2 separate regions of the Mus musculus genome follow, and region 2 is linked to region 1. The links are chromatin contacts, called in public HiChIP or PLAC-seq maps. All regions are on one chromosome and are shown on one strand. The core of a region is the stretch at or near the end of the contact, and the rest is flanking DNA. Distances in the headings are between cores, read along the strand shown.

The links. HiChIP or PLAC-seq counts read pairs in DNA pulled down with a chosen protein or histone mark.
Region 2: an H3K4me3 HiChIP or PLAC-seq map of embryonic forebrain shows a contact between it and region 1, with 5 times the contacts expected there. The contact joins the promoter of Efcab6 here to the promoter of Scube1 in region 1. A contact is called at or near these places in 14 of 39 promoter capture datasets (the 3T3-L1 cell line, 3T3-L1-derived adipocytes, cranial neural crest and 8 more), 11 of 115 datasets of contacts at active chromatin or transcription factors (astrocytes, embryonic basal ganglia, embryonic forebrain and 6 more) and 1 of 9 other capture datasets (embryonic stem cells).

The regions. Positions count from the first base shown.
Region 1 is chr15:83,723,375-83,727,838 of GRCm38.p6, reverse strand. Scube1 (signal peptide, CUB domain, EGF-like 1) reads left to right here and starts at 2,800. Exons shown (of 22, transcript NM_022723.3): 1 at 2,800-3,020. The coding sequence starts at 2,933.
Region 2 is chr15:84,063,113-84,067,072 of GRCm38.p6, reverse strand. Efcab6 (EF-hand calcium binding domain 6) reads left to right here and starts at 1,724. Exons shown (of 32, transcript NM_029946.4): 1 at 1,724-1,811.

The DNA.
Region 1 (4,464 bases), core at 1,551-4,050:
ACCTTTGCGAACTGTCACTAGGGGGAGCCAAAGGGCCCCAAGTCCAGGGTCATCTGCTCTGGGCACTCAGGATTTGGGGTTCTGCTGACCAGCCTAGCTTCCCTACAGGGCACAGAAAGTGGGTTGTTTGAGAGAGAGAGAAAGAGGGAGAGGGAGAGAACAGCTGGTTTTATTATTTTAATATATATATATATATATATATATATATATATATATATATATATATATATATTTAATATATGTAAGTACACTGTAGCTGTCTTCAGACACTCCAGAGGATGGCATCAGATTTCGTTATAGATGGTTGTGAGCCACCTTGTGGTTACTGGGATTTGAACTCAGGACCTTTGGAAGAGCAGTCGGCGCTCTTAACCGCTGAGCCATCTCACCATCTCACTTTTTATTCTTAAGGACCTGGCACGGCCAAAGTTACTTCACTGGAGCAATAGGAGTTCACAGATGGTTCTGCCTTGTTTCTGGGACCATTTGTTCATTCACCCACTCACTCATGCATTCATTCATTCGTTCGTTCGTTCATTCGTTCATTCATGCACAGAATCACATGATAATTGCCTTAGCTCCCTTTGGGAACTGTGGCCACAGAGAAGGCCCCCAGGGTTGCATTTTTGGATGGTGACAGAGAGAAAGCTGAGGGATGTGAAAGTGGGGACTTCCATTTTCTGAGCCTGAAGGGGGTCTTGCACCAAGCTTATGGGGCAGGGACTGGGGTACAGACAGGAGGAAACAAAGGCTGTCCGGGTGGCAACGTGACATTGGGTTCAGGGTGCAAAAGGCAAGCTGTGTGCCAGGCTACCGTGCCTGTGGTTGGTCTAGAGAGGACCTCAGAGGAGGGTGTGGGTGCCGATTGACATGCAGAATGCACACAGGTGGCTCGGATGTGAGGTAGCCCAGTCTGTTCCCCAAACCAGTGGCTTCCACTTTCTCAGCTCAATATGCAAAGGTGCCAAGACATCCTTAGTCCTGACATTAGAGTGATGATCCCATGTAACCAACCCACCCCAGAACAATCTAGAGCCTTCTGCTCTAGGAAATAAAGCATCTTTCTCCACCCCCTCCTTCTTCCAAGGAGATAAACCTTCTCCTTGGTCAGGAACTTAGAGACTCAGCTCCCCTCCCCCAGCCCTCCTTCCCCCCCACCCTGCACAGCCCTTTGGTTCTGCCACATGAGCCATGGTCTCCTAGATGAGACCCTCGTTTCTTTTGCACGCTTAAAGAGTGTTAGTTCATCAGCAAACCTGACCTTCAAGTCACTGAAGATAAAGGTTACTGCAGATAAAATTTCCATATTAGCAAAAGAGTCCCCGGGGACTCACGGGAATCCCAAGCCTCCATCCCCCCTGAATATGAGTGGGGATGAGAGCCCCTGAGGAAGAGACATGAAAAACATTGTGCTAAGAAGTCAGAGTTCCTCTCCCAAACTCCCTCACTCCCCCCCCCCCACACACACACAACACATCTCACAAATCGATTGGTTGCACAGGCGAAGAAAAAAATCTCAAAGCCCTACAGCTGAGAGAAGACAAAATAAGGCGTGGTAACAAGGTCCCCCAAATTAAACTACATGGCCAGGAGCAACCAGGGAAAGAAAATGCATGCAGTGGCCAGGGTAGGAGCCTATGGGGACACAGTAGAGGCCAGAGTTCCACGTTTTCCTCCTTGATTCCATCTGCATAACGTGGAAATGGATCCCTTGCCTTAGTCTCCAAACCATTGCCCTAAGCCCACGGGAAGTCTGGCTAGCAGCAGGAGCCGAGACACATGACTTTAACCTTCTGGGGCCTTGGAGGTGGCTGCAAAAGTGTGTGCTGGGGGCAGGGAGGAAGAAAGAGCCAGCGTGGATGGGAACCGCTGGGCGCAACACTGCACAGGCAGAGTGGACAAAAAGCTAAAACTCTAGTCTTTGAATCTGGAGAGCAGGAGAAAACAGGAGCTCTTATTGGTGGTTGTCAAGGAGATGGGCCTTGGGGTTTGCTGAACTTCTTCAGTGTCCTGCCTCCCTCCGGAGCTGAGAGAGGCCATTGAGTGCCCGCCAGGCCTCAAGGCCGAGGGGTCAGGTGTAGACCCCGAGCTGGGGGAGGATCTGGGCTAGGGAGACCGCGACGCCACGGTTCTCCCGCCTCGCTGGGCCTGTCACCCGAGGATCTGGGCTTCGCAGAGCAACAAGAGCCTGGGTAGAGAGAGGTCACTCAATCCGGCCTGGTCGCGCGTCCATTCACTGGGAGAACGGTTCTAGGCGCGACACGCGCCTGTCCAAGACAAACACTCCTATAACCATTGTCCTTCGGGGCAGTACTGAAAAGTTCCTTTGATTTTGTACGCAAATTCTGAAGCTATCGTCCAGAGCTTTCACTGCTGACTAGTGTGTGGCTGTCCCCAGCGGCACTTGGCATCCAGTAGCGGCTCAATAAATTCCTATGTATTGGCTGCGTGCTCTTAGCATCTTCTTCACCATCCCTGGGTGCCTCTGGGCCTTTCTTCACCTCTACTCCCCCAACAGAGTGTGTGCATATCTGAAGGGAAACAGACACCCTGGACCTCGGGGATCAGCACACAAAGAGGGACTGGGGAAGAGCAGCCTGCGGCCCAGTCCAGGCCCCGGGTGACACCCTGTACCGCGACCCCAGCTCTCTCGGCTCCCACCCCCCACCTGCCGCCGGCCCCGGGAGAGGAGGCGGGCCCAGACGCCCGCAGGCCACGCCACCCGACGCCCACTGGACGGCCTCCCGCGGAGCTCCGCCCCCCACGGCCGCGGGCCAATGAGCGCGCGGCTGTCAGCTTGTCCTGCGCGCCGGCTATGTGGCTGGGAGCCGGAGCGGTAGCGGAGCTCGCTGCAGACAGGAGCGCTCGCGGAGCGGTCGCTCCGAGCGTCCCGTGCCCCGCACGCCAGCACCCGGCGCGGCCCGCAGCGAGCATGGGCGCGGCGGCCGTGCGCTGGCACTTGTACCTACTGCTCGCTCTGGGAGCGCGCGGGCGGCTGGTGGGGGGCAGCGGGCTGCCAGGTAAGCGCGAGGACCCAGGGGGATGAGGGCGCGCGGGGTCCTACAGGCTGCCACCCCGCGCCGTCGGAGGCCGCCCAGCGCCGGATCCTGCCTCCTTGCAAAGTAACTTCTGCGATCGCCCGGGGCGCCCGGGGCCGGCGGGGGCGGGGTGGACTGAGGCCCCGGGAGGGGAAGCGGGAGGCCAGAGGAAGAAAGGAAGCGCGACGGCCGCCTGCGGGGCCCGGCATGCGTACGGAGACGGGCGGGGACCCCCGAACCGAGAGCGGCGCTCCCCCGGGGCCAAGGACTGGGCAGCTGCCGCGTAGGAGATACCCGGAGGTGGTCAGAAAGGACGCGCTGAGACTGGAGGGAAGGTGGGAAGATAGAGGGACAGACGGACAGGAGCCGAGGCGTAGTGGGAACAGACAAAAGGGCCCAGGAAGAAGCCCTCAGAAAGACAGCCGCGGGAGGGAAGAGGGGAGAGGAGGCAAGGGAGGGGAGCGAGGAGGCAGTGGACAGCGGAATGGAGAAAGGCAGATCAAAGGACAGAGAGGAGGAGACAGATGGACACCAGACAGAGAGACGGGAGGACTCGGAGGGGCGTCGCCGAGGGAGGGGGCCGAGTGAGAGAGGAAGGATGGAGATGTCTGGGAAGAGATGGACAGATGGACTGTCAGACAGGAGGGGGAGAAAAGACGGACAGACGTAGGGAAGGAGGTGGATGAGAACACGAATAACAGAACAGACATCAGAGAGAGGGGGCCGGAGGCACAGGCACAGCCTTTGGTCCAGGCAGAAGGAACTGCTAGGTGGGGGTGTCCCTCCGTGATCTGAGTTTCCCGGAAGGGGCTTCCGGGCAAAGCTGCACACCGAGTCTCTCTTTTCACATTCTTCCTTGTTCTCCTTGGAGAGGGCGAGGAGGTTCCTGCCTGTCTTGCTCTCCGGAGAGTCCCACAGAGATCCAGTGCTAGGGAGTTTATGCTAGTCCATGCTACTCCATTGGCGCTGAGTTTTCTTCCATGCGCCCATTCCAGAAGCTGGGTCCTGTTGAGGATACTAGACAGTCCGTGGGCATTTCTCCCAGGTGTTGGGGGTCCTCACTTTTGTGGGACTATCCTGTGTACCTCTCCCTTCCTCTCTGTCCCTCCTAGTGTCTATCCTCTTCTGCCTTTCCTTACCCTCTGTGGAAGTCTGGTGACTCTGGAGCCCTAACAGCTGAATAAGAAAACCAGAGTTGAAGTGAGCAGCCTATATCTGAGGGTTGCACAGGGATCTGCAGTCTGGCTCAGCCAGGCTACCTTGCTTCCAGGCCAAGTTTATAGTTTGAAAGGCAGACAGCCCCAGCCACCCCTTCCCAAGTTCTGTGTTCCATCCTATGTAGGTGCGAGATAGAAGGGACCCCAGAACCCCAGGAAACTTCCTGACCCTCACTCTCATTCCCTGACCATTAGGAAGTGGAAAGATG
Region 2 (3,960 bases), core at 475-2,974, 340 kb before region 1:
GTCAGCCTGGTAGTGGGCAGGAGAGATTGCTTTCTCCTTAAATAGGCCAGGGGCAGGGGCTACTTAGGGTCCAGTTGTGCAGCATAGGGCACAGTACTCATTAATTCACCTGCTGGCAAAGATATGTGCTGGGTATCTTACCCATGAGGCTGTGACTTCCTCTCCAAATAAGAAGTCAGGAAGTCTGTAAGTGGGGCCTGTGGACTCAGGTCTGTGGATTCTCGTTCTGGACCTGACTTGATCAGCTGTGAATCCTTGGACAAAATATCGTGTGTGTGTGTTTCCACTGGACCTATCTCATCAGCGTCCTGTGGAGCAGACTGAACTAGACATAAAGTACTTACACGGGTGTCTGTCTGTACTGGCTGGTTTTGTGTGCCAACTTGACACAAGCTGGAGTTATCACAGAGAAAGGAGCCTCCCTCGAGGAAATCCAGCTGTAAGGCATTTTCTCAATTATTGATCAAGGGTGGGAGGAGGGCCCATTGTGGGTGGTGCCATCCCTGGGTTCTGTAAGAAAGCAAGCTGAGCAGGCCAGGGGAGGCAAGTCTGTAAGCAGCATTCCTCCATGGCCTCTGCATCAGCTCCTGCCTCCAAGTTCCTGCCCAGTGTGAGTTCTTGATCTGACTTCCTTTGGTGATGAACAGCAATGTGGAAGTGTAAGCTGAATAAACTCTCTCTCTTCCCCATCTTGGACATGATGTTTTGTGTAGGAATACAAACTCTGACAGTGTCTTAAGAAGGGAACTCCACAGAGCCAGGGAGAAGGACCATTACTGATGACATCAGTACTGTCATCCCTCGTGATGACTAGGTCTAGGGTACTCTTGGTACTAATTTATTTGTGAGGGCCTTATGGTTGTATACCATGCCATGTACTGGCACAAGGTGGAGTCCAAAGATAGTGGTAGGCAAAGCAAGCAGGTCTTGTGTTTGTAGAGTCATGCCCTACAGTAGACAAATAGGCCTCTGCCAGACATGCTAATTCTAAGTTAATCTTGCTCACCAGACATCCAGCTAGCACTCAGAAAGTATGGCATGGGGAAGCTGGATTCATTATCCACAAGGGCTAGAGAGATGGTTCAGTGCTTCAGAGCACTTGCTGCTCCTGCAGAGGACCCAGCTTGATTCCCAGCACCCACATGGCAGCCCACAACCACCTGTAACTCTAGCGCCCTCACCTGGCCTCTGTGGGCATTGCATGCACACGGTACACATAACACACAGGCAGACACATACTCAAACACATAAATGTAATCTTTTGAGGGCAAAATTAAACATTACTTTCTTATTTTTAATTGCAACATAACTATTTTTGAGACGATAATGTATTTGAGTAAGTGCATATTCGCACACAGATTATATATGCATATGTAAATAGGCTTATATAATTCTGATGAATATAGCAATTATACAAGAAAAAGAACACAAGAATATTTTGCTATAAGAATGTAAAGATAAATAACTCTGCTTCTCAGAGGTGGGGCAGGTCCATGGGACACGGCTTCAATCACAAAGAAATCCAACATAATAACAATAAAAACAGAAAAGAGGGATACACCCCACACCTCTCCCAGGGACAGCATTTCCGGAGGAAGTCCTTCCTAGGCCCGAATCTTGTCTGGCTCCGCCTCCTTGGCCAATCGCAACTCCTCTACTTGTCGGGGGCGGGGATTTACCATCCACCTGGGACGTACCCTGGTTGCTGGGGCAACAGCGTCCTGAAGACTTGGCTCATGCCTGCTTCTGGGACCCAGCGGCCAGGTCTGCAGCAGGAGAGTTGGCGGCTGAGTTGGTGACCACCAAGCCGGGTAAGGAGGGGGAGCGCGCGGGGCCCGGAGGACCAGGGCAGTGCGGGGCTGTGAGGAGCGAAACGAGGGGCGCGGGGGAGCGCGCGGGCGGCGGGCCCCGCGGGAGGTTCGGTCTCCGATTTCTCCTGGCTTGCAGCGTTCCTTACCCTGCTCATTTGCGCCCCACCTAGATCCTGAACACAACGTTCTCTGCTTAGTCCTGAGGAGGACTTGGGTGAAAGACCTGTTAACCACACAAGTAGCAAGTAGCAAAGGCAGAACCGCCTCACTCTGCTTCCAGGCAAACGCTGCCTTCCACAGCCATGTTCTATATCAGTTAACCCCATTGCCCACATTCCATATGAAAGAAAGCACTTCGTGAAATGTTCTAAGCTTTCAGGCTGAAGGCTGGCCCCCCAGTTCACCCTTCCACTCCCTTTTCTTTCCCTCCTAAAAAAAAAAAAAAAGTTTTGTTTTATTTATTTTTAGAAGGTCTCACTATGTAGCCCTGGGTAGCCTAAAACTTGCTGTGTAGACCAGGCTGGCCTTAACCTCACAGAAATGACCTTCCTCCTCCTGAAAATATTTACTTTCCACAAGTCTGCCTCTTCCAAAGGGCTTCTATATCACCCTGGGGAAAACACCTATTTCTCTTAAATTGTATCTATCCTTGAATAGTGAACTTAGAGAAATACGGTAAATAAATCCTATCTTTACAAACCACACTTCATTTTGGTCTTTAATCCGTTGCCTTCAGTTCAATAAACATTTCTTTGCCTAAGCTCCAGGGAGTGGAAAACGAACCTGCCGTTGGCTCCTTGGGTGTATGTGAATGGGTGTTTTCTGTCCAGCCTATGAATGGGAGGAAAAAGAATTCACTGGAGTCATCTGTGTGTTGGCTTTATTTACGTTCATTTTCGTGCTTGGTTTAAGGTAGGAATTTTTTTTTTAATTTAGAAGAAATGCTTACTGAAGCTGGACATGGTGGTGTACACATGCAATCCCAGAATTTGAGAGACCGAGGCAGGAGGATCTCAAGTTATAGCCTGAGCTACCTGAAACCCTGTCTCAAAATGAAGAAACCCACAAAGCTTACCTTATATTTGTTATCTTGCATGCTAATTTTATTTGCACTTCTACTTTGTATTCTGTGTCCCCCACCCATTTCCAGCCATACAGAAGTTGAGCACCTATGCTGTGACCCTGACAGCTAATCAGCACCCCCAAATAGAACCAGTTCTGCAGACCTGTTCAGCCACTTGATGCTAATGAAGTAATTACTCTAATAAAGCTACCTCATTGGTCTGTAGCAAGCTCATAGAGCAAGGGTTCTCAACCCGGGGGTTGCATATCAGATACTCTGCATATAGATATTATCCAGGCTGGTTGTGGGTCAACTTGACACAAGTTAGAATCGTCAAGAGAGGAAGGTGCTTCAGTTGAGGAAAGGCCCCCATGACAGCTAGCTGTAGGGCATTTTCTTAATTTTCGATCAGAGGCAGGAAGGCTCAGCCCAGAGTGGGTGGGGCCATCTCTGGGCTGGTGGTCCTGGGTTCTATAAGGAAGCAATCTGAACAAGCCAGGAGAAGCAAGCCAGTAAGCAGCTGTCTTAGTTAGGGTTTAACTGCTGTGAACAGACACCATGACCAAAGCAAGTCTTATTTAGAAAACAACATTTAATTGGGGCTGGCTTACAGGTTCAGAGGTTCAGTCCATTATCATCAAGGTGAGAGCATGGCATCATCCAGGCTGTCATGGCACAGGCAGAGCTAAGATTTCTACATCTTCTTCCAAAGGCTGCTAGTAGAAGACTGACTTCCAGGCACCTAGGGTGAGAGTATTAAGCCCACACCCACAGTGACACACCTACTCCAACCAGGTCACACCTATTCCAACAAGGCCACACCTCCAAATGGTGCCACTCCCTGGTGCAAGAATATAAACCATCACAGCAGCACTCCTCCATGACTTTTACATAAACTCCTGCCTCCAGGTCCCTGCCCTGCTTGAGTTCCTGTCCTGACTTCCTTCTGTGGTGAAAGTATAAGCCAAATAAACCCTTTCCTCCCCAGCATGCTTTTTGGTTATGGTGTTTCATGGCAGCAATAGAAACCCTAAGATATTTACCTTATGACTCATAACAGTAGCAAAATTATAATTATGAAGTAGC